Regions from separate parts of the Mus musculus genome. Here all the other regions are linked to region 7. Evidence: chromatin contacts called from public Hi-C, HiChIP or PLAC-seq and promoter capture Hi-C data. All regions are on one chromosome and are shown on one strand. Each heading gives the region's core, a stretch centred on a gene start, on an enhancer-like site or on the middle of the called end of the contact. The rest is flanking DNA. Distances are from core to core; before and after follow the strand shown. Region 1 overlaps Rai14 (retinoic acid induced 14). Region 2 holds the start of Amacr (alpha-methylacyl-CoA racemase). Region 3 overlaps Agxt2 (alanine-glyoxylate aminotransferase 2). Region 4 holds the start of 4930556M19Rik (RIKEN cDNA 4930556M19 gene). Region 5 overlaps Rai14 (retinoic acid induced 14). Region 6 has its middle 48 kb from the start of Gm19276. Region 7 holds the start of Nadk2 (NAD kinase 2, mitochondrial).

Region 1 (4,124 bases), core at 38-2,537, 1.6 Mb before region 7:
TTTTACGAGCATGCCTTTCACTTGTATTTGGTACCTGCCATATGTATCACTGGTTGCGTATTGACCAGAAAACAGGTTTACCAACGATGGTGTTCATTTAAATGAGCCCAACTGTAATCTTTACTGAAGCTTGCGTGCGTGTGGTGTCTGAGTGTCCTGCGGCCTCAGACGCCCCACGGTCCTGCTTGTCTTTGTGTGAAACAGAAAGGGAAGAAAGAGTTCATTGTGTTTCCAAGGGTAGGGAGCCCAGGATGGCAGATCAGGTTCAGGATTACATAAAGAGAAGACAGGTGACCCACTAATGTGATCGCGTTTCAGCCAGGCTGTGCTGTGCGTGGGAGGGCTGCAGCCAGGTCACCTTGTGGCTATTGAGAAGTCTCTGGAGTAAGCAAGGAGGGTGATGGTGCCCTCAAGGAGTTCTCCATGGGTGGCCTTCAGGCGGCTGTGCTACTCCAGGACCTTTGTGCAGGTGGAGGTTCAGTCAGGGTGGTGCTTTCTGGAAGCTGCTTCAGTTTGGGTCCCTGACTAGGGCAGGCTTATTTGTAAGCTCTGGGGATTCAGTATGACGCTGTAGGCTGTGGTTAGACAGACTCCTACCTATACTTGGGATGCTATACTCTATGGAGGCCAAGGCGGTGCTTTTGTAGTAGAAGCTATTTTTCAGTGTGTAGTAGTAACTTCATTTGGGACTTCCTTACACATGAGCAAGTCACTAGAGAGGCAGACACACAAGTAATGCAAACTGTAGAGGTTTTTTTTTTTTTACAGGGGGGAGGGTTGTTTGTTTTGTTTTTGTCTGAAAACAAGAGTGTGATGGTACAAACCTGGCCAACACAAGGAAAGTGGAAGCAAGAGGACTGGGAGTTGAAGGCCAGCCTTGGCTGTGATAAACCTAGGACTGGGGAGTTCAAGGCTAGCCTTGGCTATGCCGGGAATCTGTCTCCCACATCCCCAACCCCCACTCCAAGAAGCTGACGAGCCTAGGGAGGAAGAGAGTGGTCAACATGAGCCTCAAATACTCAGGACAAAGCAAACATAGAGCACGGATGCCAAATGGGCCTTCGAGGTGAGTCTAGCTGGCTCTGCCAGAAAACCAGGGCTAGCTGTGGGGACTGACTCTCAGGCTGGGAAGCCTGGTGGCAGATGCTCTGGGACACTGTGAGTCGGAGAGTTTTGGGAGCTCTGGAAAGGTGGCATTTCAACCAAGGGGATTGGCATGTGTGGAAATGATGAAGCTGGGGCTGTGGGGGAGCCGAGGCTCAGCATGTGGGATCTTAACATTTGCCCTTGACAGTAGACACAGTAAGGCTGGAGGAACCCGGACAAGCATCCCAACTTGGGGTGTGGCTATGAGGATGGGACATGGGATTGAAAGACCTTTGGAACAAGCCTTGAGAAGTGGCCGAGTGAGTTAGCCCTTACTCTGTGGGTGTGCGTTTGCTTTTGTGAAAGTTTTATTCCCAGGTATGTGTTCTGTTAGACTTAGGAACTCGCAGCGGACATAGCGTGGAGAAAAATCAGAGCAGCCAGTTTAAAGGGACTGCATTGGAAAAGACTAAGTAGATGGCATACCTTGATGTAGCAGCTCCCGGAGACTGCAGCCTTGAGCCAAGGAAATGCCCACACCCCCTGAATCTTGAGGAACCAGACATATCCTGCTCAGTCAGGATCCGAATCTGTTGCCTGTTGAGATAATGGTTCACATGAAGGTCGAAAACTGACATCGCTGCCAAGGTGTTTTTTTTTTTTTTTCCCAAGGAGTTTTTAGTCATTTATAATAAGTCCTTACAGATGCCTGAGTCATTCATTGTATGAACGTGTGCACACGCCGGGAGTATTTAAAACTGCACTCTGTAGCTATACAGGCCTTGGCCAGTCTCAAGCTAATCTCTTTGTAGACATGTAGCTTTAAAAGGTATGAGAGAAGAGACCGTTGGGTGGAGACAGGAGACCCGAGAGGACTTGGGTAGGCTCTTCTCAGGCTGCATACTTTCCAGGTCTTGTCAGCCCTTTTGAAACAGAGAATCGGCTTGCTGCCTGATCTCACCTTGTGTTAATTGGCCAGGTGCCATAACAAGGCGCTACAAGCTGGGTGGCCTAAACAACAGGAATTTATTGTCTCTTGGGTCCAGAGGCTGGAACTGTGGTAGGGCTGGTGTGCAGAGGCCTGTGTGGGAGAGCCTGTTGCATGCCTCTCCAGGATTCTAGGTGTTTACTGGGAACTTGGGCTTGTGGCCATGTTACCCCAATTCTAGACTTCGTCTTTGCTTTATTTTCTCTCTGTGTGCATGTATGTGTCCACATTCCTAGGTTTTATAAGGATACATATTAGATTAGGGCCAGTTGTATTGGATTAGGGCCAATTCCATTGACCTCATTTTAAACTACAATAACATGTAGGCTTTCTTTTCCTTCTTTTTTTCCTTAAATCTACCTCTTAATCTAAGTAAGATAACATTGTGATGTGGAGGTTTTAGCACGTCTACATAAATATTCTGGACATTACACCATTCAACCTGTAATGCATTTCTGTTCTAGAATAGGTTTTCTAAGCTCCTGCCTTTTCCCACTGAGTACATGCAGTTAAGAGGCCTCATCCCTTCATCTTGTGGATGACGCTCAGTGTCTCAGAAGGAGGGAAGGGCATGACAGTATTCCCGTGAGTGTTCCAGCCTAATGCACAGAAATGAGAGTAAATATTTCTTTTAAAATGTTATGTGTGTGTGTGTGTGTGTGTGTGTGTGTGTGTGTGTGTGTGTGTGTGTGAATAGAGAGTTGGATGCCTTAGGGCTGGAGTGTGGTTGTAAGCAACCTGATGTCTGCGCTGGGAATTGAACTTGGATCCCACAGAAAGCATTCTTTACCTTCCTTTGAGCCCTCACTGCTGCCCCCACATTTAAAAAAATTTTATCCTCCGTGTGTGTGTGTGTGTGTGTGTGTATGTGTGTGTGTGTGTGTGTGTGTGTGTGTACGTACATACATGCTCACACCCACACATGTGAAGACTAGGACATTAAGTGTCTACACCTTATTTATTCATTTTTGAGACAGGGTTTCCCACTAAACCCAGAGTGTGCCTGATTGATGAGGTTGATTGACCAGCGAGCTCCCAAACTCCTCCTGTGTTCCCCATATTCCCGTGCTGGGGTTATTCATGCATAATGCTGTGTCTGGATTTTACGTGGTGCTAGGGATGCAAACACATGTCCTCAAGGCTGTGCAGCAGGCACTTTCTCATGAGGGTATTTCCCAGACCTGGGGTGACAGCTCCTCATGACAACAAGGAGAAACATTGTTGTGCTGTTACAAGCTCACCACCTGCACAAGACACAGTGCCAAGTTTGCATACTCCTTGTCATTTATGTTCAGACCCTGTCAGGTAATGAACATCTAATGATAGCGTTTTACAGAGGAAGGAAGGACGGACGGATGGACGGACGGAAGGGAGGAAGGAAGGAAGGAAGGAAGGGAGGAAGGGAGGGAGGAAGGAAGGAAAGTAGGTATGTTGATTGAAAGTGAATTTTATGGCATGAGTCTCATATTTGATAAATGGCAGGCCTGGAACTGGGTTTTTACTTACAGGATATGTTGCACTATGTGAAGGTATAGATCTGCTTACACAGGGCATTAGCATTTGTAAATTTGGAATCTTCAAACTGTATTAAATAAAACCTTGCCTACTGTTCATTGCTAGAATAAGCCCATTCAGAGCACTTGTCTAACATATGGAAGTCCTGGGTTTAATTCCCAGCAATACCCCTCCCGAAAAGAAAAAAAAAAAAAAACTGTATAACGATTTTATACAATCCTTTCATATTATCTAAGCTTGTGTAGAGCAGTGAGGCTCACTATTGCCAGTGTGCTTCCTTCCCCTGTGGTGGGGGAATCTGGGTGGTTTGCTTGCTGCGAGCCACATCCCTTTCAGACTGGCTTTGAAGGGGAGGCGGGATGTTGCTTCTGCTGTTCACGGGAGCCCATGATGCATCTCTGTGTGCTGCTCCTTGGCTGGCTCTGTGAATCAGAACTTCAGCCATCACCTTGACCTGATTCTTCCTTAAACTTGACATTTTCCATCTGGAGACCGAAGTAAAATGCAGACCTTGACTCCTAAACTTGGGAAGATC
Region 2 (3,878 bases), core at 426-2,925, 1.9 Mb before region 7:
ATCCGCTCAGCCTGGCATAGATGAGCTTTGGATTGTCCTGCAGTAGAGTCTCTGGCCCAAGCTGGAGTTTCTCCATGACACCTTTAGAGGAAAGCAATCAATTGTTTTGTGGTTGTTGTTTTTGTTTGCTCCTGGGACAAGGACTGAGGTGCATATATCACATATCAAAATAGACCTGGCTCCAGGTCCTCCTCGCAGCACCCCTCAGTTCCTTCCTGGCATATGCTCCAGCCCCCAACCCTGAACTTTCCATCCCAGACCTGGGCTGCTCTTCCCCAAGAGGCTCTTCTCTATACAATCCAGACATTTTAAGCTCCCCATTCCTCCTCTTCCTCTTCCTCCCCCCCCCCCTATGACCTTTCTTTCTCTCTCCTTCCCTATCCTTCCTTTCCCCATGGACACTTCCCTGGTCCTTAGGGCCAGTGAACTGCTAGAGAGGAGCTTCCCAATAAACCTGCCTTTAATATAATCTAATCTGGCTTGAACTGGCTCGTTTCACACGCAGAAAAATAACCCTAACCTATCAGTTTTGTTTTTAAAGAGAGCACGAATCAAAGATGGGAATAATTCCTTTTACGGGGCAAACCAAAAACACACTCTTGCAAGTGATACTAACAGTGTTTGTTGTGATTTTGGTGAAAGTTGTCAGAATTAAGAGTCAACTGAAGAAACTAATCACACTGACCCACCCTCATCTTCAATTGGAGCATTTTTACATTGTGACATAATCTTAAATGTTACAGTACTGTCCTCAGATATGCTTGTGAGAACTAAAAGAGTTAAATATAAATATGCCTAGACACCCACTCCCGTCCCACTTATTGTCAAATTTACTGTCGTCCTGGTATCTACCAGGCAATATTAGTAAGGGGCTGGTTGGAATGGATTCTCTGAGCTAATACAGAAGGAATGCCTTCAGATTTGGTTCAGGGTTTGTGACAGTTGCAAATACCAATGTACAGTCGGATGGAGGTGCATGCCACCAAGCATGCAAGTGCTCAAAACTGATACTGTTAACAAATTGGTCGTTTGTCTACAGAGCACTAAAACAATGTTTTCATATGGCCCAAAGTAAATGAGGTGATCTTGAAGCTGGAACTTGGAAATACCAGCAATTAGAGAAAGGTTAACCATGGTCTGTGAATGGCTTTAGAGCATGGGTATATCACATATCAAAGGGTCAATGACTCTATTCCTATGTGAAGCTTTTCAGTCTATCTCTTGCACTAGATTCTCGTACGGTTCAATACCTCCAAATAATAAAGGCAAATCTGGGGGGGGGGGAATCAAGCAAATTAAAAGTCTTAAGAAGGAGTCAGAGAAGCTGGGAGAAATCGGGCAGGAGGGAATGTCATCTCGCAGCACCGCAGGGCTCACCGCAGCGGAAGGGCTCCAGCAACACGTCCGCGCGTGCGCACATGCGCCGCAACACCGTGACTCCCTGAGAGCGCTTCAGGTCCAGCGCTAGCGAGCGCTTGCCTCGGGCCAGAAAATTCTCGCCCGTGGAGCCCAGCCGGTTCACGCGCACCACCTCGGCGCCGAAGTCCGCCAGGACCATTCCGCAGAACGGCCCCGGGGCCAGGCCTGCCAGCTCCACAACCCTGACGCCACGCAGCACCATGGCCAGCCTTAGGGTGAGAGCGGAGCGGCTCGGCGCCCGAGCCACAGTTTATCTGCCCCGCCCCCTGCACCCCGCCTCGCCCCGCCCCGTCCGGGAAGGCTGCGCGCTTGCGCACTTCCTGCCCACCCTAGCATTGGATCAGTTGGTTTAGCTGCTCAACTTTGGTTTAGGTCATGAGTTGTGTCCTTGACCCCATGTTGTGCGAGTCCTCTTCGGACACTTTCATCGAGCCACCTGAATCGCTACCCTCACCCCCCAGTAAGTGATTAAAGGCACTCAACTCCTTAGATCAATGTAAGAAGGCAACCACTGGGTGTCTCCCTCGCCGCCCTGAAAACTAGTTGTCATCCTGCAACTGTTTGAAACCTCTCCTAGATGCCCATAGGGCCAGGGGTGTAGACCAGTTGCTAAATCCGTGCGCGGAGTCCAGCACCGCTTAAAACGCCGGTGTTGTGCACGCGGATAATCCCAGCATTTAGAAGAGTCTGGGATATCAGAATTATTCATCTCAGGTTAAATGGGAGAGTTTTAGAAGTCAGTTTGGTTTGTCAGCTGTCAGTTTTACGGACAGTTACAATTTTGAGTTAGAAACTTTTTTCAGCCTTTAAAATGCAACAAAATAATCACAAATATTCCATCCTCATTTACAGGTCCTTTTTCCCTTAGTAATGGGGGGAGCTTGCAGGTAGCCAGATGCAGCTCTAGGAAACTGAATAGAGCCAGACTTGAATGCTAGAAATCTCCCATACCCATTCTTAACAAGTGAGGAAGATAATAAAAGCAAAGGCGAAATGCTACATAGTTGTAGCCAAAACACTTTTAACCAGCTACTGAGTTTTAAGATATTTCAGGGAAAGGGGTCTGTGCTCTCTCAGAATGAGCAGCCTCGTGGTAAAGGCAGACAACTTCCACATGGTCCCTAATGCTCTCTGCTTGTCTGATGCTGTCTCAAGTGCCTACCCTTGCTCCAGCCTTGTTCTGTCCTATTATTTCCTTTGCATTTTGATAAACTGGAATGGAAAAATCTCATGGAAAGGTATGGCTGACTTCCACATGGAGACATTAACATTTTATCAGGGTTGCTGCCTTTCTATTTTTCTGAAAAAAAAAAAACAAACAAAAACAAAAAAACAGTGGTACAGATGTGGCTTGAATGACTTAAGCTTACATACAGGATCATGTACACATGAATCACAAGTCTTAGCCAGCATAATGTTTTACAAATCCTCCCAGAGTAGTGAGTTATCCAGAAGCCCCCCGCAAAGCAGACTGTGTGATAGGAGATCTCAACACTGCAGATCTTTTCTCTGGCCAAAATTCTCTTCTAAAAGCTAATCAGGGGAACAATCATATGAATTATGCATAGGCAATTGTGTCCAGATATTTTTAAAATGAGGGATATTCATGGTGCATTATTTGTAATAAAGCCTGGAATTTTTGGCATGTGGCACACAACTGTTATCCCAGCCCTTGGAGGGTGGAAGAAGAGCCATCAGGAATCCCAGGTCATCCTTGGCTATACAGCAATTTCAAAGCTAGCCTGGGCTACATGAGACCCTGTTCCAAATCAATAGCAACAACAACAATGACAACAACAATAACAAAATATATAGACGCAAACAAAAAACCTCCTAAAGCAAAAAGATTAAATAAGTAAGAAGCTTTAAATTTTTAAATTTTATTTTGTAATTGGTACGAGTTTTTTGCCTGCATGTGTGTCTGTGCAGTGTAGGCATGCCTGGTGCCTGCAGAGGCCAGAAGAGGGTGTTGTATCTGAGGGCAAGATGGCTGTAAGGTGACACGTGAACGCTGGGCAGCAAAAGTCAGTCCTCTGGGAAACAGCCAGTGTTCTTAACCGCAGAACCGCTTCTCCAGCCCCCAAATTATGTTACTATCTGTGTCAACTTATAGCAGGTAGCATAATGGTGTTTTGGTGGCAAATTTAATCCTTTTTCTTTATAGATTCTGGGATGGGGAAAGCTAGGCAAAAACCATCTAGCACCTTCTATAACACTGTGGCATATTAAAGTTGATTTGTGAACATTAGTCAAGTATGATAATAGAGAAAATAATATCATTTTTATTGAAAACATTTAAGACATGTTGTTATGGATCTCATAAATGGAATACACTTTACTTTGCATCCATTTGTCTGCCTGTATTTAATTAAGTTTACAGACCATTCAATATAACACGGTGTATATAAAAATTTGGGTATAATTCCCAAATTAAAAAAAATGTGATAACTTCTGTACTA
Region 3 (4,132 bases), core at 355-2,854, 1.3 Mb before region 7:
TCTTTAAAAATCTTTATTATTACTTATATTATTTTTCATTATTATTATTTATTTTTATTATATTTTATTTATATATTTTATTATATATGATATACTATATATCATATATAAGATACTTTATATTCTTATTAATTATATAATATAACTATAATATATGATTATATTTAATTATAGTATATAATTATAATATAACACATAATTATATTTAATTATTATTATATAATTATATATAATGTAATTTTATACAGTATATTACTAGTTATTTATTATTTTTATTATTTATTTTTATTATTTTAAATTTTATTATGCTTTTATGATTATATTTTTATTATTAGTTCTTTTATTATTAATCCTCTTTTTATCTTTTCCTGGAGCTCTTTCCCAAGGAACATCTCTTATTATTATTATTCCACAAACCCCACTTAAGACAATTATAAAGTGTTAGTAAATTTTTAAAGAGATAAGACTCTTGATAACATCCCGGATGACAGAAGTAAATCTGACAGTCACATGACGTGTGGGATGGAGGGGACATGGGTTATGACTGGTAATGTGGTGGCCAGCTAGGTGGGCAAGGTGGCCTTCCTTTGGAGAGCAGAAGTGTTCTGAAAACATTTGTGTCAATGAGATCAGTGGGAAGAGGAACTCTGAGGATGAGGGAGTTGTCAGCGCAGGTCTCAGATCTCAGATGGCACCAGGTTGGCTGTAGGAAATGAAAAGGAGGAAAACTCAAAGACAACTTTGACACGCTTGTCTAGTACACTGGACAAATTCCAGAAATAACTCTGGGGTACTGCTGACTCTCCAGCAGATGTTTCACATGTGTCTCTTGAATAAGTGGCTGAGTGAAAAAAGTGAGTTTTGTGGAGATCATGGGTTTAGTCTTAGAATATGTTGGGGTGGGAGATATTCTGTACAGTATTGAGTAATGTGGGGCATCCTGATGCCTCTCTGACTGTATTCAACTTATTATCTTTTGGTGAGGGGCCAGGGCTGAAGATAACACGTTAAATAAAGCAGTTGAAAATGTAGCTAAATAAACAGGGCAGGAGGGGGTTGGTAGTGATAGGAATGCGGTGAGATGGTAAGAGAGAAAAACCAAAGAGAGGAGAGACAGAGATAAAGATAAAGACTGGGATCCCCAGAGTCAGGGTCAGGTGGAGATTAGCAGCTGTATAAAGTCATGAAAGTGAGTGAGAACCGTACACTGCCCGAGACATTGTGTTGTGGGGACTCAGCCTATCTTGTTCTGTTTACAGTAACTATGTGTACTTTGCCTTGAAGCACTTGTGAATAGCTTGTATGCTCCCTGGGACTTGTACCTCCTGAAAACAGGAGAGAGAATAGGAATAGAGAAGGAGAAGGCTGAGTGTGGAGGCCCAAGCCATTTCTCTTTTCCTGTTAGCAGTTTCAGGAGAATTCCCTTGGCCCTTGCTTTGATGGGAAAACCTCAACCAATACAATTTACTTTGTCTATGCTGTTTTTTCAGCATCCACCTAACTTTAGCTTCACTTGCCAGATTTGTTAGGGCAAGAGAGAAGAGACCATTTACAGCTCAGTAAACAATGCAGAAGGGCGTGGGTTGTGTGTGTGGGGGGGATGGGGACAGAAAGAGTGTAAGAGCCAGAAAGCCAGCAGTCAGCTGTAAACAACCTCTCCTAGAAACAGCTGCAAATACAAGACCAGAACAATGGTAATATCAATGAGCATGTTAACACGGAAGGGGGAAATTCCCTCTCCTAGAAAAAGAACTACAGGAATCATTGTCTCCTGGGAGAAGGAGAATTAACCTACTCCAGGAATGAGCCTCCTTATTGGTGTGGAGTGTGAGCTCTGAATCTGTATGCACAACAACAACAACAACAACAACAACAAAAGACTCAGCAGGTTGTATTCATATATATATATATGAATATATGTTACATATAATTAGTATATATGTATATATTAATATGTGTATATATAATATATATGTATATATTAATATGTGTATACACACATATGTATATATGGGCATACATATCTATGTAACAAATATAATCAAACAAAAGTATCAACTTGAGAGTAGGTGAAGTGTGAGAAGGGTTTAAGGGAGGGGCTGGTGGTGATAAGGGAGGGGGAAGTGATGTAGTCGTCTTTTAGTTAAAAACACTTTAAAAAGCATCATCATACCTTTAATAAAATTGCACACTATATAGAAAAAAACTAAAGAATTATTTATTTTATGTATGTGAGTACACTGTAGCTGTCTTCAGACACACCAGAAGAGGGCATTGGATCTCATTATAGATGGTTGTGAGCCACCATGTGGATGCTGAGACTTGAACCCAGGACCTCTGGAAGAGCAGTCAGTGCTCTTATCCGTTGAGCCATCTCTTTAGCCCCCATATATAAAATTTAAAAAAAATGGAATGACCACATAGAAACCCAGAGGATCAGGGAAGAGTGCCCTGAGACTCTGTGTGTGTGGGAGCTGGTCATAGTTCCAGACAATCTCAACTTTATTTCATACATTTCTAAGTAAATTTGCAGCCAAGGGGTTGCATTTCTCTGTTTTAATTTCATTCCTTATCAATCTCTCAGAGCTTGCAAAGATGAACCATCACGGATGTAGCAGTTCTCATGGGCCATCCTTCGGGCCCATTCTCTTGTCTTTGTGTTTGCCTTACAGGACCTCCACTTGCCCTTTCTCTTGGTGTATCCCTGTCTTTGGAAAGCTTCCTTCATCAAGAAACATACAGAGACATTGACTCACATGCTGCATGTGCACTAGGAACCATCAAAGCTTCCATAAGTACAGAATCAAGTCTGTTTGTTTGTTTGTTTGTTTGTTTCTTTACAGAGGAAAGCATGTAGGTGCATGTCAGCACAGCCTGTAACAGATATAATTTAAGACCAGGATATAGAAATTAAGGGTTCTGAGTTACACAAATGATTGTTTTCTTGTTTTTCTGGATTTTAAAAATTCTCTTCTTTTTCTTTTTTTAAAAGGATACTCACGGGTGGCAGTGACCAACACTAACAGTGACAATCCCAGAGAAGAAGTCCAGGTATCTGTTTCCCTCAGAATCAAAGAGCCACTCCATGTGTCCCTGGTGGAGTAGCAAAGGCTTCCGGAAATAGGCTGTATCCACAGGAGAAAGATGCTGCTTGTGAATCGCCAGCACACGGCTGTAGGCCAGGGACTAGGATAGAGAAAGTCAAATTTATTTTCTTAGTCCTGGGTTCTACAAGATTGAGGGCAGGTCAGTTTAACCAGGGTCTAATTGTCTTAGCGACCTGTATAGGCTCTCAGATGGGTACATTACCCAGTGTTTTCTGGTTAAAGTGAAGTCCTTTGTGTTTAGCCAGAGACTAAAGTCACAGTGTTCCTTTTCAATTATGATTCCTTCCTAGGGTACACGTGAAGATGGGAGTTGGAATTTCCACCTCTCAACCAGAAGCCTTCATTTCAAGTCGACTTTACCATGAAAATAAAACAGCTTGGAAATAAGTGCTCAAATTAATGTCACTTGTGTTGTTATGGGTTTTCGAAAATTAAAACAAAAACAAACAAACAAACAAACAACCTAAACTAAATCAATGGCTGGCCATAGTGGCCTTCACCTTTAATTCCTGCACTTGTGGGGCAGAGGTAGGTAAATTCCAGGACAGCCAGGGCTACAGGGCAACAGAGAGAGAGAGAGACCTGGTTTAAACAAAAACCAACAACAAAGAAACAAACAAAATCATGACAATGTTGGCCATTGAATCCAGTGTCACGTGAATGCTAAGTTTGTGCTTTATCACTGAGTTTCACACAGAACTTTTCTTTGTCTCTCTGAATATATTTGTATGCATGTGTATGTGTGTGTGTGCACATGTGTGCGTGTGTGCATGGTGCATGCGTGTGTGTGTGTGTGTGTGTGTGTGTGTGTGTTTTGGCATCTTTAATCCCATTACTCAGAAGGCAGAGGCAGTTGGATGTCTGTGGGTTCAAGGCTAGTCCGATCCACATAGGAAGTTCCAGGATAGCCAGGGCTACATAGAGAAAAACCATCTCAAATACAGAACCCAGAAAAACAAAACCAAAAGCCTCAAACCAAAGCAGCTTAATACAGAGTGTATTTCTGGCTCGCAGTTCAGGTTACA
Region 4 (4,025 bases), core at 452-2,951, 1.6 Mb before region 7:
TACACTGGGTGTTAATTTTGAGTTTGAAAAGATTGAATCTGCAAACGGTTTTGGCACAGTCTCCCCTCCACACAGTGCCTCACACACATCAAACTTGCTGATGGGGGCTGAGTTATAAACTAATGAGGGTAGCACACAAGGCACCTATGGGAACAGGGCAGCGTGAGAAAGGGGTCTTTTCAGGTGACCAGGAAAGATAAGCAGAGGCGAAGACTTGGGTGATGAAAGGCTGGTTAGAGAGACACTTGTTGAATAGTTTAACTACAGTTTGTCGTCGGTTTCCTAAACAATATGCACACACTGGCATTTCCAAAGGAGCCTTTGACAGGCTGTACCACCCTCCCAGCTGCCTCTGATTCAACAAAAAGCAGATCCACAGGTGGTTACCTTTCCTCCAGCTGGAGGATCGGTAGAAGGTACTTAAATACTCTGTTGGTAACTGATTAAAGAACCCAAGATCAAAACCCGGTTAGAAGAAATGGCCCACACTACACAGGGTGCTGTCAATTGTTTCTTTTAGTGTGGTTTTTAGTTCCACATCACATGTGTAAAAGTGTGTATCTTGCTTTGAATTGGCTCCCCACTCCCACTCCCCTGCCCCGCCCCCCCCCCCCAGGGATTCTTTTTGATGTATGGTACTTAGGAAGTAAAGACTATTGAGCTAAAGATGAAGCTTTTGTTTTCTAGTTGGCAAGTTCGCTTGTGAAAGCTAAGGCAAGGTGTTCTCTTAGGGAAAGGAGTGAAGGGGTGGGGTAAAAAAAAACAAACAAACAAAAAAAAACAAACCACCCGATCCGATGGTAACACACAAAGTCAAGATACTGTACACTGATTGCTGTTAGGGTGACTCTCACTTCTGTTGGAACTGGTTGTTTTTCCTCCTTACTTCAGTGGACTTACAGGCGATCCTAGCAAAAATAGCTAGGATCTGCTTACTCTAGAAACCTTTCTGTGCGAAAGACACAACACCAACCAGGAGTCCCATGGAGCTTTGGTGAGTCAAACTTTTTACGATCTAGCTGGCTAGTGGGACTAAAATCCCTGCTTAAATTAGGGGAATAATAGTGAGATTTCAAACCCTCAGAATTAATGGAAGGGTCGATTCGGTTCAGAGGTCCGGTCCTGGTGGTCTGGGGGAGGGAAGCTTTACCGGATCTCAGGACTTCCAAACTCAAGACACCCCGCTGAGGGCGCTCCTGCCCCTATCTAGCCGGCCAGTCCAGGCTGTAGATAGTCTCCCAAGCCCTGAGCAGAACACAACTAAGTTTTGTCTTACACCTGAGGAGTGTTAGGAAACAGTCGCTCCAACCAACTGGTTTAGCCCAGAAAATGTAAGTACATTCTGGTTTACTTTCTTTTCGTTCACACTGGAAATGGAACCGATCTCAGTCTGGTTCAGAGGGGGCTTGGGTCGGTGACTCGGCTTTTCCTAAGACTACAGATAACTTTGGAAACTGACCAGAAACAAGTACTTTTTCCGAGCCCTTATCCTACCCCAGCGGTGGAACCCGCATACCGCGGATCTCACTAACTTCAAGTTAAGGTGTGAGACAGACCCACGCAGAAGGATTCCCACGATCCGCAGAAACGCAAGCGTGGACGTCCGGGACGCGCCGCGGGCCGGGGCGTGGGCGGTCGCAGAGCACCTCCCGCAGGTCCAGGGAGCAGCTCCGGGGCCAGGTCACCTGACTCCCGGAATTTGGGGCCGCGCGGAGTGGGAGTGGCTAGCAACTCCCTCCTGGAGCCCACGGGATCCAGGTCGGGGGCCGGCGCCCGGCGGCCACGTGGTGGTGCTGCCGTTGCCCCCGCCCTGCCGGCGGAGCCCCGGAGCTGAGCGCCCACTGACCCCGCGTCGGGAGGAGGAGGAGAAGGAGGAGGAGGAGGAGGAGGAGGAGGAGGAGGGACCCAGCGCAGGAAGCCGAGCAGGAAGCGAGCCCGGCAGCCGCACTTTCCTGGGGAAGCGGCGGGCGGGACGGCCAGCGGGGCCAGGAGCTGAGGCCGCCGCTTGGATGGGGTGAGTGGCGGCGGCGAGGCTGGGGTGCGGGCTCTGGACTCGGTCCCCGCCTTTGTGTCTGGGGCTGCGCAGAGCTCCGGGCGCCGAGAGGAGCGGGCGGGAGTTTTGGTCTGGACAGAGCTTTGGCCGCTCACTGACCACGGAAGACAGTTGGAAGGGGGGGTGGGGTGGAGGAACGGGAGGATAGTGGGGATCTGGCAGAAAGAGAGAGAGGTGCGACCTAGTTTGGAAAGGGGGTTCGCCTCCTCTGGCGGTCTGGTGCGGGACAGTGGCGCGGGGTGTCTGCGGAGGGAGCGCGGGTGGGAATGAATGACCGGACCCGAGAGGACGCTGTGGCTGCGCCCCCGGGGCAGCCCGTCCCACTTTCGTGCCCTGCCCCGGGTCCGGTGCCCCAGTCCTTGCTCCCTGGCTCGACCCACCTCTTGACTGAACTTGGAAAAGCCGGAGACGGGAGGTGGGAGCGAGAGACGCCCGGTGGCTCTGGAGACCCACAGTCCGCTATTGTTCCTTTACGGACTCAAGGGAGCTGGTGAGCTGTCTGGAGGGCGCAGGCGAGACCACCCTGGGCCTGCCACTACCCCTTACCCCCAACTCTCCTTGTCATTTTCCCCCACCACAGCTCCTAGGAGGGCAGGGAGGAGGATGCTGGAGTTGGGAAACATTCCAAGCTGCTGGGCTTAGGTCGGCATCCTTCGCGACCCGTCCGGGAGGGCAAGCATCCATCCTTCTTTCAACTCTCGCCTACTGTCTTGGGCCAGTTTGTGTCGCCAGTTTAGGTTCTGCAGTTTCCAGTAGTTTTTCATTTTGGATTTCACATTTCCTTTGGTGGAGGGGGGTTAAGTATGGAAAGGCAACAGATGGGGAGATTAAAGCAGATGGAGCCCACTGTGACTTAAAGAGGCAGGGGTGACCTCACAGAGGCCTGAGCTTTATATAAAGCCAGGCTTTCTTTTCTAAGGAGCCCAGCTCAGCTCAACTTTACGTCGTTACCAAGTATGCAGATGCAAGGCCACTCACTTCGTACCTGCTCCTTCCCTTCACTCTGAACTCTGGTGATTTGAATGCTATCGGCTTTAGGAAGAATAGCGCAGAGCAGAGCTGCCTGGGACTAGAAGACTGCTTATTGTCTGGGGTATGAGATCTCAAGGTTGTGAAGGCTGGCCTAGAGAAGAACAAGGTTTGTCCCTTTAGCGGATCTAGCGTTTGCTCTTTTAGCGAGAACTTGCATCTCCTATGGGTTTGAACGGAATTGGAAAAAAGCCTGTGAATCCCAGGGAGGTTGGACTTCGCTTTGTCCCACCAGTGCTGGGCCCTTGCTTACACGTGAGAAAGCGAGTCGTTTTGTTTTGTTTTTGACTGATGGGTTTAATTTTTAACTGTTAATGATAACTTACTATCGGAGTCTTTTCTCCCTTAGGCTTATAAGACAGCCAATTTTATCAGAAGAAATCCCATTCTTGTTGACTAAGTACTGGGAGAGACATCCTGTGCGGGGCTGTCAGTTTTTTCTCCAACTGTGGAGATGCTTCGTGAATGAATTTATTGTATTATTTACATTTGCATCCTTAGATGTGTTTTTATGACTTTAAAGGGCAGTGTAGGAGTTCATACATAGCCCAGTTCAAAGATCTTTGTGCTGTCATAGTAAAACTGACTAAGAATGGGCTCCCCAGTCACTGGGGATTCGGTGAAAAAGTAATATAGTGGCCCCTAACGTTTACTGTCTCCAGACTCCCACTTCTTAACGTGTGTAAGCAGAAGGTACAAACACTGCCTCCCTTGTTTTTGTTTGCTCTGTGTGTGTGTGTGTATGTGTGTGTGTATGTGTGTGTGTGTGTGTGTGAGAGAGAGAGAGAGAGAGAGAAATGGGTGTATGTGCAATTGTATGCACATGTATGTATGTGTGTGTGGATGTCTACCTGTATGTTTTCATGTGAGCACCAGTACATGCTGTGGAGATGGGAGGACAACTTGTCCAGTTAGTTCTCTCCTATGACGTGGGTTTGGGGAA
Region 5 (4,071 bases), core at 1,084-3,583, 1.6 Mb before region 7:
GGCAGACATTCCAGCCTGGCACAGGAGAGTTGCTCAGCAGACCCTCATCGAATGAATGAAGAAATGGATGGATGAATCACAGCTACCTTGGCTATAAATTTAGGATGTTATTGTTCATCTTCCCAGAATTCTTACAAGACCAGACACTTGAAAGGAAATGAGACTTAATAATAATAATAATTAAACAAACAAAAAAAAAAGAATAAAAAAGAATTTCCTGGCAGGAATTTCTGTTTGTATGCAGTGCTTGGGCAGTTAGAGTACAGCCCAAGAAAAACAACCACATTTCTTATTCTGTAGGAATGTGAAGGCTAAAGAACTCTGACCCTGGGAATGCCTGATAGCACCCATCTGGAGCTGTTTGTGCCCAGAGACAAGGCAGATAATCTGCCTCCCAAGAATAGTGGAGGGAGGAATATGTTGGTTTAAGTGCCCGAGTGTTGAGATATACAATAGAGAAGCATTTGGATATAGTTTGAGACTCCCCAGCATGGAGCAGCAGGTCCATTGGGGCCATTGTCCTGTATCTATGGAGTGTGCCATTCGGTCTCTATCCAGAGAAAACAGAGAGGGAAGTCAAGATACTCAGTAGCTTTGGCTAGCTTTTAGTATGTCTTCACCTCTTAGGATAGTCTTCCCACATTCTTACATTCTCCTGTTTCCTAGAACGGTCTCTGAGAGCAACAGAGAGCACGTGGTGAGATCAGATGCCACAGTTGAGATTATTCTCTGTTTGTCTTCTGCAGTGGCTGGGAAATGGATCATATCCCAGGGGAGAGAAACAGGGAATCGTGTAGGCTCCAGCCCCACACTTTCCTCCTGTGAACAGCCAGCTAATTTGTTTTTTTTGTTTTTTTTTTTTGTAATGGATGAATGTTTTCTTATCTTTAGTCAGTATTTCTGGTTTTTGTTTTTTTGTTTGGTGTTTTTTTTTTGTTTTTTTTTTTTTGAGACAGGGTTTCTCTGTCCTGGAACTCACTTTGTAGACCAGGCTGGCCTCGAACTCAGAAATCCGACTGCCTCTGCCTCCCGAGTGCTGGGATTAAAGGCATCTGCCACCACTGCCCGGCTATGGTCAGCATTTCTGATAACAGCATGTAATTCTAAAGTTGTGCATTCCTTTTTTTTTTTTTTCCTTTTTTGTTTGCATGCATGTGTGGCGGGTGTGTGTTTGTGCGTGTGCACATGTGTTTGTGTGTGTGGTGGTGACTGTGCATGTGTATGTCCCTGTTTCTGAGTGCAGAGGCTTGGGGTTAATGTTTGGTGGTCTTCAACCTATCATCATTCATCTACTTTATTCCTTGAGGCAGAGTCACAGTTAGACTCAGAGCTTGGTGAGGCAATATCAGAGAGAGCTGCCTTTGATAGTTCTCTCTGCCTTTCAAGGCTGACTTTCAGGTCACCTGGCCTTTCCTTGGATTCTGGGGGCTGAAGTCCCTTGAGTATGACTAGTGCTTTGAACCTCTGAGCCATCTCCCCACATTACCCCTACTCCTTTCTTTAGTAAGTTAGGATCTTATTTACCTATGCCAGGCTTCCCTGTGTAGCCAAGGATTACATTCCTGTCTACCTGCCTCCGTGTCCTCAGTGCTGGAATTAAAGATGTGGTGTGCTATCATGCCTGGTTGATGCAGACGGGAGATCACACCAAGGGCTGTGCAGATGTTAGGCTAGCCCTTTCCCGGCTGGGTTCCATCCCCAGCCCCTGCATATTGCATTTTATACATCCAGCAATGGAGAGAGAAGAGGGGAGGGTGAATTCCAGTTGTGTAATTAATCAAAGACATACTTTTTTTTCTTCGTTTGTGAATTAAACCGTGCATAACCGTGGTTGGTTTTCAGACTTTTTTTTTTTTTTTTTTAAAGAGTCCCCGCAAAGAATGTCTTTGAATTGTTCACATGCCTAAAGTTAATGATAAGGAGAATCAAGGTTTACGAAGTGCATTCTTCTTTGCCTCTCTCCATTCAACCAGAGATGAGTAGCTCACAGGTAGACATGATGAGTCTTGGGACACAGTTAGACAGGCTTTAAAAGAAAAACTGAAGTGCCGTTTCAATAAAATGCACCTTTGTAAATTGGAGTCTCTCAGCTGTGTGACACAAATTTTCCTTCAGCTTTATAGTCTGTGTCCTGTCTTCTGCCTCTCCCACTTGGGAAAGCACCCTCCTGGAATACAGTGATTTAAGGATCCTCAAGGGGTGGTGGTAGCAGTGCTCACACATTAGGCCCTGAAGTCCTGAAGCAAGGCCTCATGGGTGTGAGGTCTAATTGCTGTAGCTGGAACAAGAGCCACAGGAAGAGGAAGTGGAACTCCAGCTGTCTCACTTGACAGGTTGGGGTTACCCTCATCCTGTCTGTTGCTCAGCACCCCTTTTGCTTAGCACCCCTTTTGCTCAGCACTCCTTTGTGTGAGCTGGGAAGCTGCTGGTCTAATTGTAGGAAGGAAGCTTTTCTAGACAACACTGGGTGTTGACGTTCCTGCTTCATTAACACAGATCTGAAAAGAGCTGGCTGCCCTTGCTCAGGGCAGTGAACCCACTCCACATTCCTGATGTAATGAAGTTGTTCCCAGACCTGTCACCACCATCTCCTCCAGCTCTAACCTTCAGCTCCCCGGGAGAGAGAAGCTGAATGTTAGCTCAGTGGGATAGCCTTGAAAGACAGATGTGCAAGGCTGGGAGAGAAAACGAGAGGGGGGGAGCTGAGTTCACACCTTCTGCCTGCCTGTCCCAGCTATGGGTGTGGGAGTGGGAATTGCTGGGCGGTAGGTCTTCTCTGTTGGCCAGCACTTAATGGGAAGCACAAATAGGCAAGTTAATGGATGTGGCATAGGGCACCCACGCTCAAAGACCATAGTTCAAGATTGAACTCTTGGGAACCATATTTATGTCACCAAAAGCAGATGGAATGCCGTTCATTTGCAACACCCATGTTTCCCTGTGGTCACAGTAGTCCAAGTGCACTATGCCTGCATGCTCATACACAAGACAATATGTACTAGATGGTTCCTGGTAGTTTCAGCAATGAAACCCCTGTTTGAAAACGCTTCACACAATTGAAGTTTCATTGTACTCTGTGTAGTGCCTGGCACAGGAAGATGACACTTAAATATTTGTGTTTCTCCCTCCTGTTTACTCTCCCTTTTCTTTCAAGACAGATTTGAGGCTCAGAGTGGCAAAATCAACATTAAATGGCTCTGGGGATGTAGCTCAGGGGTGGTATCCTTGCCTGATGTGTGCAAGGGCCTGCATTCAATCCCAGCATTGTCTCTCCACGACTAAAAAAATCTTTCCTGTAATGGTGGGGACTGTTCAATGAATGGTTACTACTACATTTAATGGTGTATAACATTTACAGCATGGTGGGCGGAGACAGTTGAATTGAAGGGTTTTTGTTTGTTTGTTTGTTTGTTTGTTTGTTTTTAAGATTTACTTTATGTATGTGAGTACACTGTCACTTTCTTCAGGCACACCAGAAGAAGGCATCAGATCTCACTACAGATGGTTGAGAGCCACCATGTGGTTGCTGGGAATTGAACTTAGGACCTCTGGAAGAGGTCTTAACCACTGACCCATCTCCATCTCTCCATCCCTGAATTGAAGGTTTTGGTTGGAATCACATTGAGGCTTAATTACTCTGTCTGGTGGTAGATAACTCTGTCTGGTATTAGATGCTAGCTGTCACCTATGTTCTTAGCTGAGGCTTCTGAAGAGAACCCTTGTGACCTTGATGTGGCCTGAGTTTTCTCCAAGCATGATAGCGGGTTCCCGAACCAAGCATCCCAAGCGACATCCAGGTAGAAGCTTCTGTCTCCTTCCATAGCATAGCTACAGAAGTCATCACTCATGACGCAGGCCATCAGTTGAGAATGTCAGCCCAGGAAATAGACAGGCCCTCTGCCTCCGGGTTTAGGGAGCTGGTTCTGGAAGAGTGCATGAGGACAGGAATCTTCCCGAGATGTTTGTGGAGTATTGTGGCATAGTATGGGAGCAGATGGTAAGTTTACTAGTGCAGTTTTCCCGCTATACCCTCGGAGAGGTTCCTCGGTTGCCGTGGGAAGCCTCCAGCTC
Region 6 (3,859 bases), core at 1,031-3,530, 1.8 Mb before region 7:
CCCTAATAGTGCAACTTCCATGGGCCAAGCATATTCAAAGCACCATACCTAGTAACTGAGAGAATATTAGGTCAGATATAGAAGGTGGATGGCAAATGGCTATTAAGAGGATCAAAGCTAACCTAAGATATATCAAGGAGCAAATTTCATGAAATAGTAAATAAACCACAATTCTGGTCTTACCACTGCAGCAAAACATTCCTCTGTTATTGTTAGGGAAACTTGAAGTCTTCAAAGTTGGTCAGAGGGTGATACAAAGATATCATGCATTGATAGTTGGTATACTATACATCTGTCAGGTATACGTGTTTATGAGCAACTGAAAAACAGAATTCTTAAGCAAAGGAAAACATGCTATTACCCTTTTAGTATCTCTGAGCTGAATTTTCACTTTCTGTCAAACAAATAAAACCAAATTACCCTTAAAGATTCCATCTCTTACTATACAAGTTCAACCCCACTCATTGGTTTCTGCCGCGGTTGCTCTATCTGAGTGCTGCCTGGTCAACTGACCACCCTTTCCCTTTAGCACACTTTGTGCTTTCTGGGCTTTGTAATGCATAGAAAAGTAATCAAGTCACTATTAAAATTTAAGATCTTCGCTCATGCAATCCTTTTTTAAGAAATCACTTCACATTGTGTTCTTCAGGAGACCCTGTACATGAGATGGATGGGTAGCTTCCACTGTCAACCTGACACAACTGGATGCAGGGGTCCAACTGAGAAAGTGCCTCCATCCCATTGGTCTGTGAGCATGTCTGGGGACATTTTCTTGATTGTTAATTAATGTGGGCAGGTGCCGTGTGGACAGTTCTACTCCTGAGCAGGGACACCTGGGCTCTGTAAGAAAGGGAGTTGAGCAGCCCAGTGAGGAAGCAAGTAAGCCAGTAAGTAGCCTTCCTCTGTGGTTTCTGCTTTAAGCTCCTGCCTTGAATTCCTGTCTTGGCTTCCTTTGACAATGGACTCAAACTGCAAACTGAGATAAACCCCTGTCCTCACCAAGTTGCTTTGAGTCACAGAGTTTACCACAGCAACAGAAAACAAACTTGAGCAATCTTAAAAGGATGACAATGCTCATCAGATAAGAGCCCTGACTGCTCTTCCAGAGGACCTGGGTTCAGTTTTACAGGGCAGCTCCCAACCAGCAGGGACTCCAGCTCCAAGGGATCTGATGCCGCTTCAAGCCTTTTTGGGCACTGCACATATGCGGCACATAGACATACATGCAGGCAAAACACCCATACACATAAATAATATAAATAACTAAAAGCTGGAGAGATGGTTCAGTAGCTAAGGGTCACAATGCAGTAAATAGCAGACAACTTTACACAAATGTAAAGCTTGAATGGTATATTTTTATGCATCATTCAGAAAGCTGGTGTGTACATAACAAAGCAAAACAGCAAACTTGCAGGAGCTGGGCAGTGGTGGCGCACGCCTTTAATCCCGGCACTTGGGAGACAGAGGCAGGCAGATTTCTGAGTTTCTGGCAGAGTCCAGCCTGGTCTACAGAGTGAGTTCCAGGACAGCCAGGGCTACACAGAGAAACCCTGTCTTGAAAAACCAAAAAAAAAAAAAAAAAAAAAAGGAAAGAAAAGAAAAGAAAAGAAAACTTACAGGATCAGATATATGTTCCCTCTGTCCTGACCAGTCATATGTGTTTGTTCGTAAGGTATTTTGTGAGCATATCACATACCTTATATACTGTACAAGTCTCTTGGGAAGAGTGGATGAACACAAAACAGATATGAAAATCCTGCTCTCATTGACTCCATGGTCCAATAGAATAATAGAAATTTCACAGGAAATCGCATAGATGATTGTTTTACTATAGCAACTACACCTACTACAAAGGACTTGCTTATTTCATATTTTCTGACCATCTTCCAACTTGCCCATTTTTAGGACAGTTTAAGCCATGACTCCATTTCTTTTCTCCAGTTTTTACATCAGTATCTTCTCTTGAGACTGGCTGGCTCTAAAAACTCACTTAAATAGAATACAGCAAATGATGTTTTATGATCCCTGAGTCTAGACACATTGGTTGTCTCTTCTTCATTCACAGATTACCCTAAATCAACCAGTGTTTATTGTTCATGGCTGTCTGTGGGCTTGTAATTTGGAACTGGCACAGCTAATTTCAGGATCCCTCTTGAGGTTTATAAAGATATCGGATAGGACTGGCCTCACTGAGGACTGACAGGCTAGAGGACCCACCTCCGAGCAGTTAACTCTGCTCACATGCTGCTGGCAGAAGTCTTCAGTTCCTTTCCGGCTCGGCTTGTTCCATGCCATGTGACTTTCTCAGTAGTGCTATTAAGGGTCATGGAGGCTGGTTTTCCCCCCACAGTAAGTGACTTAACAGAAACAGAAAGAGGAAACCACAATGTAGTGATTTAAATATTCCGAGGTTAATAACTAATACTGGGAAAATTAATATGGTGGCAGTTACTTTTTAACCAGCTATTACCCAAAGAAAAGGCACAGAGACCCTTAGAATTATAATAAGCTTCAGAGCACTGGCGCTAGCAGGCATCAGCCCTCTTATGTATTTTCTCTGTTCTCATGCCTTGAGCCCCAGTATATTACTTGCCATATTCGTTGATGTTGCTCCTGCTTCGTCAGGCCAGGTCTCACAGCCACATGCTGTGTCCATATTACCCCATGGTGACTTCTTTCCCCCTCCTCCTCCTCCTCCTCCTTTCCTCGATCTCTCCTGGTTGTCCCTACCAGTGATCCCAAGCCTGGAAACCAAAGCCTGCCTGCATCTCTTCTGCCCAGCTATCAAGTGGCTGTCAGCAACTTTATTAACCAATCAGGAATAACTGGGTGGTAAGGTTTACACAACAAAGGCTGATGTATGTGAGAATCTGCTCGTCTTGGAGCAACCAGATCTTGGGATGCAGAATTTAGCATTTGAACCCATAGAAATAGATCAAACCCCACCACAATGTCTTCATATCCTAAAGTTGGGAATCAAATACCAGAACTCTGTCTTATTTGATTATTTAGAAATGAGTCACCATTATTACCACCCACATTTAAAAGATAATTGACCTGAAGATAATTAAGCTCTGCAGATCAAAGGTAAGATTGTCAGAGTATTTGTGGGCCTGTCTAATACTACCACAGCAGGCATGAAAAAGGATGCCACTTCATAGCCGCTTGAGTGCCAGGCAGCAAACAGATAACACCAACAGTAAGAAATGTGAGTGCAAACAAATAAATGTTCATGTCCCTCCCAAAGTCACTTGTCTAAACTTGACCACTCTTAGGATATGATTAAATTATGGGAGCAAAGACCTAGAATAGCATTAGTGTCCACAGGGGGAAAAAAAAAAGAGTCCAAAGAGAAATCTCATTCCCCTTCTGCTTGTGAAGTTTCAGTAAAAAGATGGCTGACCTGGACCATCCCCAGACACTGAAACTCCAAGAAACTTGGTCTTAGACTTGACAGCCTCCAAGGCTGTGAAGAATAGGCTTCTATCATTTGTGAGCCACCTAGTCTATAGTATTTTATTGTGTGTCTTAAGACAGTGAGTAAATTATTCCATATAACTTCAGCCATGTTATTGAGACCTCACCAACACTACCACCACCATCTCTGAGTGCTACCAACTGCTCAGAGAACATCTCTCCTGGCAACTTTTCTAGCTCCTGAGCATAAGTTGTGTCTACTTCGGTCATAGACTTCCTCTTCATCAGATGGCACACTATGTGCCACAGAGATTACAGCAGGGATTCTCCGGGTCAAGGACAACTTTTCTGCTGCTTGAACATAGATAATTTGTTTTGCTCTTGCAAGCCCTAGGTTCATTATTCCTCAATTTAGGAGACAGGTGTAAATGAGGCTTACTGG
Region 7 (3,746 bases), core at 990-3,489:
GACAAACATTAGGAGGCTTCTCTACTCAAAGAGGGAGTTCCAAGTTTTTGAAGACACCGATTACCCCTACATTTTAGGAAGTTTTATTTTGGGCCATCTCGTGCAGAGATACAAGAGTTAATCTCAATTCAAACGCCATCCCGCTTCCGGAATCCTTGAAATAATTTCAAAATGCCGGCTCCAGAACGGACCTTGGAAGCTATTTAGCCCAACCCATCAGGAACTAGGTGAAACTTTTGAAAGCTAGCATTGCAACACAAACGTTTTGTTTCACTCATGAGGGTCAGAGAAGAGAAACCCTGTCTTGAAAAACCAAAAAAAAAAAAAAAAAAAAAAAAAAAAAGCACAAAGGATATCAGTCAATCCAACCAGGGAGAGCCTTGCGTCCTGGCGTTCAATCCCACCCTCTGTGGGGTAGAGCTGAGAGTCCCGGTTCACTTCTGTTGGTTTGCTTTTTCTTGTGTGTACTATTTTAAATCCAGAGACGCTCAGATAAAATTGTGTGAGACTAAGCATACATGATATTTCACAATTTCTAAAAGGTGAACCTTGCAGAGTCGGGCATGTAACCAAAAGGACACGCCTCTTTTTCCAAAATAGAAACAAAGTACTCTCATCTAGCCCACAATCCCCCCCACTTCATTGCATTCATTTCACTCAACTACACAAACTACGCCAGCCAAACGGCTGATACTCTACTAAAGACTGCAAATGTTTTCTAGAAATACTTTCAAACACTTGGGGGAAAGAGAAAAATTTGCACTGATTTCTACCTTGTCAACTTGCCAAACAATACTGACAAGATGCAGCAGCTAGGCAAGGATTTACAATTTGTTTCCCCTGTGTCTAAAATAAAAATGTGAAGGTAAGGGCATCATTTTAGAACAGCCAGCCTACTTATTCTTGTACATAACTTAGTAATGCTTATATACAATTCAGTCTAAAGCCTTCGGGTGTCTGGAGTCAACAATTACAGGCATAACTGTGGGGGGGGGGGTTCCTAAATAAATTGCTAACAGCCCATTTCCCAAAAGTTACTGGGTAGCACAAAATCAATTTTTTTTTTCAAAAATGGGGAAGCTCGAACTCTGGGTTTAATCCTTCCCACACACACACACGCATGGCATACCTGGCAACGCTATTAGTAAATACACCAAACACGGTGTATGGCGGAGGCCCTGTTACTTCAGGGTTCATGCCTTCTCCCCATTAGCCGGCATACTTGTTCCTTTTCTGACCTTCCAACACAAAAACCCATCTCGGGTCAGCTTTCCTGCCTCGCTGTCCCAGGTGCTTGCTTTTCAAGCAGTAAGAGACCCTGAAGGGACAGGCGACCACAATCCAGCAGGGCTTTCCCTGGCCAGGCCTCTGTCCCCAGGCGAGAAGGGGGTGTGACCGCGGCACTTCGGCCCTCTCTCCGCCACCAGTGGCTGTGCTGGAGAATTTCCTTTCTCCCGGTGGTCTGGGGAGAGGTCCCCAGGACAAACAGGGCGAACAACCCTCATCTTCTCAGCGATGGGAGTCCGTGCTACCGAGGCGGGGGCGAGGACACACGTGGCTTCCCAAGTCCCGGTCCCAGGAGCCCCCTCTAAGGCAGGCTCAGGGCGCCCCAGTCCCATGCCCGAGGGGCCCCACAGGCAATCGGAGGAAGGTTGTCGGGCTTTGGGGGTGTCCTGTGGCCCGTCGCCCCCCACCCCCACCCCGAGTACCGGCCGTCCCCCGCCAGGACCCACCAGCTGCTTCAGGTCCTCCTCCGAGAGCTCCGCGTAGCGGTACCGCTGCTGCTCGAACTCGTAGCGGGTGGTTTTCGCCACCACCACCACCCGCGAGGGGCGGAAGCCGCCGTCGGCGGGGCTACCACCGCCCGCCAGCTCGCGCGGCTGCCCGTGCCCCAAGTGCCGCCGGCCGTCCGCGCCCGAGCCCGAACCCCGCAGAGCCGCGCGGCCACCCGCCACGCGCCGGCAGCTGCCCAGCAGGAAGCCCCGGTAGCAAGTCATGATCCGCGGGGCCGCGGGTGCAGGCTCGCGCTCCCTGCCGCCAGCACCGCGCCGGCCGCGCACAGGTTAAGTGCGGGGACGTGCGTGGAACGCGCCGGGGGGGGGGGGGACGTGCCCAGACGCACGCGAGGGCGGAGAGGCCCCGGGAGGCCCCGGGAGGCGGGGATCCGGGCTGGCCCCCGGGCAGTGGGTTTTATTTGTTTGTTTATCCGTTTTCTTGGGCGCCTGCGCAGTGGCCTCTCGGCCCGGCCCCACCTCCCTCTTCACCCTTTCAGGGAGGCCGCTCTAAGCCCGCCCCCGGGCCAGATCTGTCAGCTAATCAGAGGTCGGGAAGGTTTGGGAGCCCGAGGGGCTGCGGGGATTGGCTGGGGCTGGGAAAGGGACGAAATTCTATTTGGCTTTCGAGCTGCCCGAAGAAATCCAGTTGGAACTGGTCTGGGCGGCGTTGGGGGTGCAGGCGGAGTTTTGAGCGCCTGGCGGGAAAGCAAGTTTCTTGCGCATCTTCCTCTAGTTGCTTTCATTTTTGCTTGCTTTCTGGGTAGTTGGTCATGCTCGTCTAGGGTAAATTTTAACCAGTGTCTGCTGGATGGCTGATGTGGCCGTCGCTGGAGTAAGAGCTGGGGGCGGTGACCTCGCTCCAAACGGCTTCGTTTTGCAGGGCCTGATGGCAAATAAAGATGCCGAGCCCTTTATTAGAGAGGAATTAGAGCTAACCGAGAAGGATCACAGAGCATTAGCCCGAGCTCCGGTGACCACCAAAAGACCACCAGCCTAGAGAGGCAGTGCTGTCAGGGAGAAAGGAGGAGGATAATGAGGGAAGGAGTCTTGTCTAGTCCTGTGTGTCTGTCTAGACCGCGAGATAAGGTTGGAAAGCTGTGTAGGACCAGACTGAAGGGTTAAAAATGTTTTGCACTTTATCCTGTAGGCAAGCTCAGAGCAGTGTTTGATGATTATTGATCTGACTTTGGAATGTTGGGTAGGTAGTCCTTGAAGCTAGAGCAAGGGAAGTTACTGAGTCTGTGGGAACAGTTACACAACCATAGAGATGTAGGCTGATTAAGAATAAAAGGGAAAGCTACAATGAAGGGAAAGTCATAAGACAGGGTAGGTGGCCACTGCCCTGAGGTCCTTGCTGTGGCGTCCTTTCCTTTGCGATCCTGGCACTCCCAGTAAGTGGCCTCTGGATTCCGGGCATGCTATTTCATGTTTGTGACACTCAGATGCCTCTGTGATATCGAACCTGTTTTCTCTTTCACGTCACAGAAAACTACACTTTTGACTCCCACTTCTAGCTGGAAACATCTCAATGGGATATCCTAGTCAAATCTTATTTTGGATCCTTTCTTCTGCCTCTTCCAAAACATTGCTTCATTACACCATCCTCTCGGATGTGTCTTGAATTCTCTCAGGAAAACCCCTGCTGGGTTTTCCACTTCAGTCCTTAAGATTCCCATGTCTAGGACATTTAAAACTTTAAAGATTGAAAGAGCCTTCTACACCCCAGTTGTTTACCTGTTCCCTAACTCCCACTTACTGATATATTCAGCGGTTCTCAACCTCTGGGTCATATATCCGATGTATGTATATCCGATATGTTCATTATGTTTCATCACAGTAGCAAACTTACAATTCTTTTTTTTTTTTTTTTTTTTGGTATCATAACCAATTTCTCACTATTCTTTTTTTTTTAACTTAGGAGTAAGTTTTTTTTGTTGTTTTGTTTTTATTTTTTATTGGCTATTTTCTTCA

What was found. Promoter capture Hi-C pulls out the DNA fragments that hold promoters and counts their contacts. Hi-C and Micro-C count contacts between places; a contact is called where the count stands out from the background. HiChIP or PLAC-seq counts read pairs in DNA pulled down with a chosen protein or histone mark.
Region 1: a FOXA1 HiChIP or PLAC-seq map of pancreatic cancer cells shows a contact between it and region 7. The contact joins the enhancer-like site here to the promoter of Nadk2 in region 7. A contact is called at or near these places in 5 of 39 promoter capture datasets (3T3-L1-derived adipocytes, hippocampal neurons, liver and 2 more) and 8 of 115 datasets of contacts at active chromatin or transcription factors (embryonic forebrain, embryonic stem cells, epiblast stem cells and 3 more).
Region 2: a Hi-C map of CD8 T cells shows a contact between it and region 7, with 3 times the contacts expected there. The contact joins the promoter of Amacr here to the promoter of Nadk2 in region 7. A contact is called at or near these places in 5 of 39 promoter capture datasets (the C10 cell line, hippocampal neurons, liver and 1 more), 2 of 484 Hi-C or Micro-C datasets (CD4 T cells and CD8 T cells), 5 of 115 datasets of contacts at active chromatin or transcription factors (astrocytes, neural progenitor cells, pro-B cells and 2 more) and 2 of 9 other capture datasets (adipose tissue and liver).
Region 3: a promoter capture Hi-C map of liver shows a contact between it and region 7, with 5 times the contacts expected there. The contact joins the enhancer-like site here to the promoter of Nadk2 in region 7. A contact is called at or near these places in 5 of 39 promoter capture datasets (the C10 cell line, embryonic stem cells, hippocampal neurons and 1 more) and 3 of 115 datasets of contacts at active chromatin or transcription factors (the SCID.adh cell line, epiblast stem cells and extraembryonic endoderm stem cells).
Region 4: a promoter capture Hi-C map of embryonic stem cells shows a contact between it and region 7, with 3 times the contacts expected there. The contact joins the promoter of 4930556M19Rik here to the promoter of Nadk2 in region 7. A contact is called at or near these places in 7 of 39 promoter capture datasets (the 3T3-L1 cell line, 3T3-L1-derived adipocytes, the C10 cell line and 4 more), 3 of 115 datasets of contacts at active chromatin or transcription factors (embryonic stem cells, large pre-B cells and pro-B cells) and 1 of 9 other capture datasets (embryonic stem cells).
Region 5: a contact with region 7 is called in an H3K4me3 HiChIP or PLAC-seq map of pro-B cells, with 6 times the contacts expected there. The contact joins the enhancer-like site here to the promoter of Nadk2 in region 7. A contact is called at or near these places in 4 of 39 promoter capture datasets (3T3-L1-derived adipocytes, embryonic stem cells, hippocampal neurons and 1 more), 6 of 115 datasets of contacts at active chromatin or transcription factors (astrocytes, embryonic stem cells, epiblast stem cells and 2 more) and 1 of 9 other capture datasets (liver).
Region 6: a promoter capture Hi-C map of liver shows a contact between it and region 7, with 2.5 times the contacts expected there. The contact joins the enhancer-like site here to the promoter of Nadk2 in region 7. A contact is called at or near these places in 4 of 39 promoter capture datasets (hippocampal neurons, liver, pre-B cells and 1 more) and 1 of 115 datasets of contacts at active chromatin or transcription factors (large pre-B cells).

The regions. Positions count from the first base shown.
Region 1 is chr15:10,683,789-10,687,912 of GRCm38.p6, reverse strand. The region is part of intron 2 of Rai14 (retinoic acid induced 14); the gene reads left to right. Among named protein-coding and RNA genes, the nearest start is that of Gm52214, 23 kb to the left of the region's middle. Within about 2 kb of position 1,287, at least 51 of the 459 cell types and tissues checked have an H3K27ac peak or open chromatin away from gene starts, as enhancers often do. A contact at or near this core is called in embryonic stem cells and pancreatic cancer cells, where this site is marked.
Region 2 is chr15:10,979,553-10,983,430 of GRCm38.p6, reverse strand. Amacr (alpha-methylacyl-CoA racemase) reads right to left here and starts at 1,675. Exons shown (of 5, transcript NM_008537.4): 1 at 1,378-1,675; 2 at 1-81. The coding sequence starts at 1,621. Gm34315 (a long non-coding RNA gene) reads left to right here and starts at 1,798. Exons shown (of 3, transcript XR_383838.4): 1 at 1,798-1,879. It overlaps C1qtnf3 (C1q and tumor necrosis factor related protein 3), which reads right to left. Exons shown (of 6, transcript NM_030888.4): 6 at 3,269-3,878.
Region 3 is chr15:10,372,738-10,376,869 of GRCm38.p6, reverse strand. It overlaps Agxt2 (alanine-glyoxylate aminotransferase 2), which reads right to left. Exons shown (of 14, transcript NM_001310735.1): 3 at 3,002-3,186. Among named protein-coding and RNA genes, the nearest start is that of Agxt2, 16 kb to the right of the region's middle. Within about 2 kb of position 1,604, at least 4 of the 459 cell types and tissues checked have an H3K27ac peak or open chromatin away from gene starts, as enhancers often do. A contact at or near this core is called in extraembryonic endoderm stem cells and liver, where this site is marked.
Region 4 is chr15:10,712,512-10,716,536 of GRCm38.p6, reverse strand. It overlaps 4930556M19Rik (RIKEN cDNA 4930556M19 gene), which reads right to left and starts at 1,701. Exons shown (of 7, transcript NR_045063.1): 1 at 1,557-1,701. Rai14 (retinoic acid induced 14) reads left to right here and starts at 1,906. Exons shown (of 18, transcript NM_001166408.1): 1 at 1,906-2,014.
Region 5 is chr15:10,660,608-10,664,678 of GRCm38.p6, reverse strand. All of the region lies in intron 2 of Rai14 (retinoic acid induced 14), which reads left to right. Among named protein-coding and RNA genes, the nearest start is that of Gm52214, 46 kb to the left of the region's middle. Within about 2 kb of position 2,333, at least 88 of the 459 cell types and tissues checked have an H3K27ac peak or open chromatin away from gene starts, as enhancers often do. A contact at or near this core is called in pro-B cells, where this site is marked.
Region 6 is chr15:10,874,957-10,878,815 of GRCm38.p6, reverse strand. No RefSeq gene overlaps it. Among named protein-coding and RNA genes, the nearest start is that of Gm19276, 48 kb to the right of the region's middle. Within about 2 kb of position 2,280, at least 39 of the 459 cell types and tissues checked have an H3K27ac peak or open chromatin away from gene starts, as enhancers often do. A contact at or near this core is called in liver, where this site is marked.
Region 7 is chr15:9,069,753-9,073,498 of GRCm38.p6, reverse strand. It overlaps Nadk2 (NAD kinase 2, mitochondrial), which reads right to left and starts at 2,239. Exons shown (of 13, transcript NM_001040395.4): 1 at 1,734-2,239. The coding sequence starts at 1,997.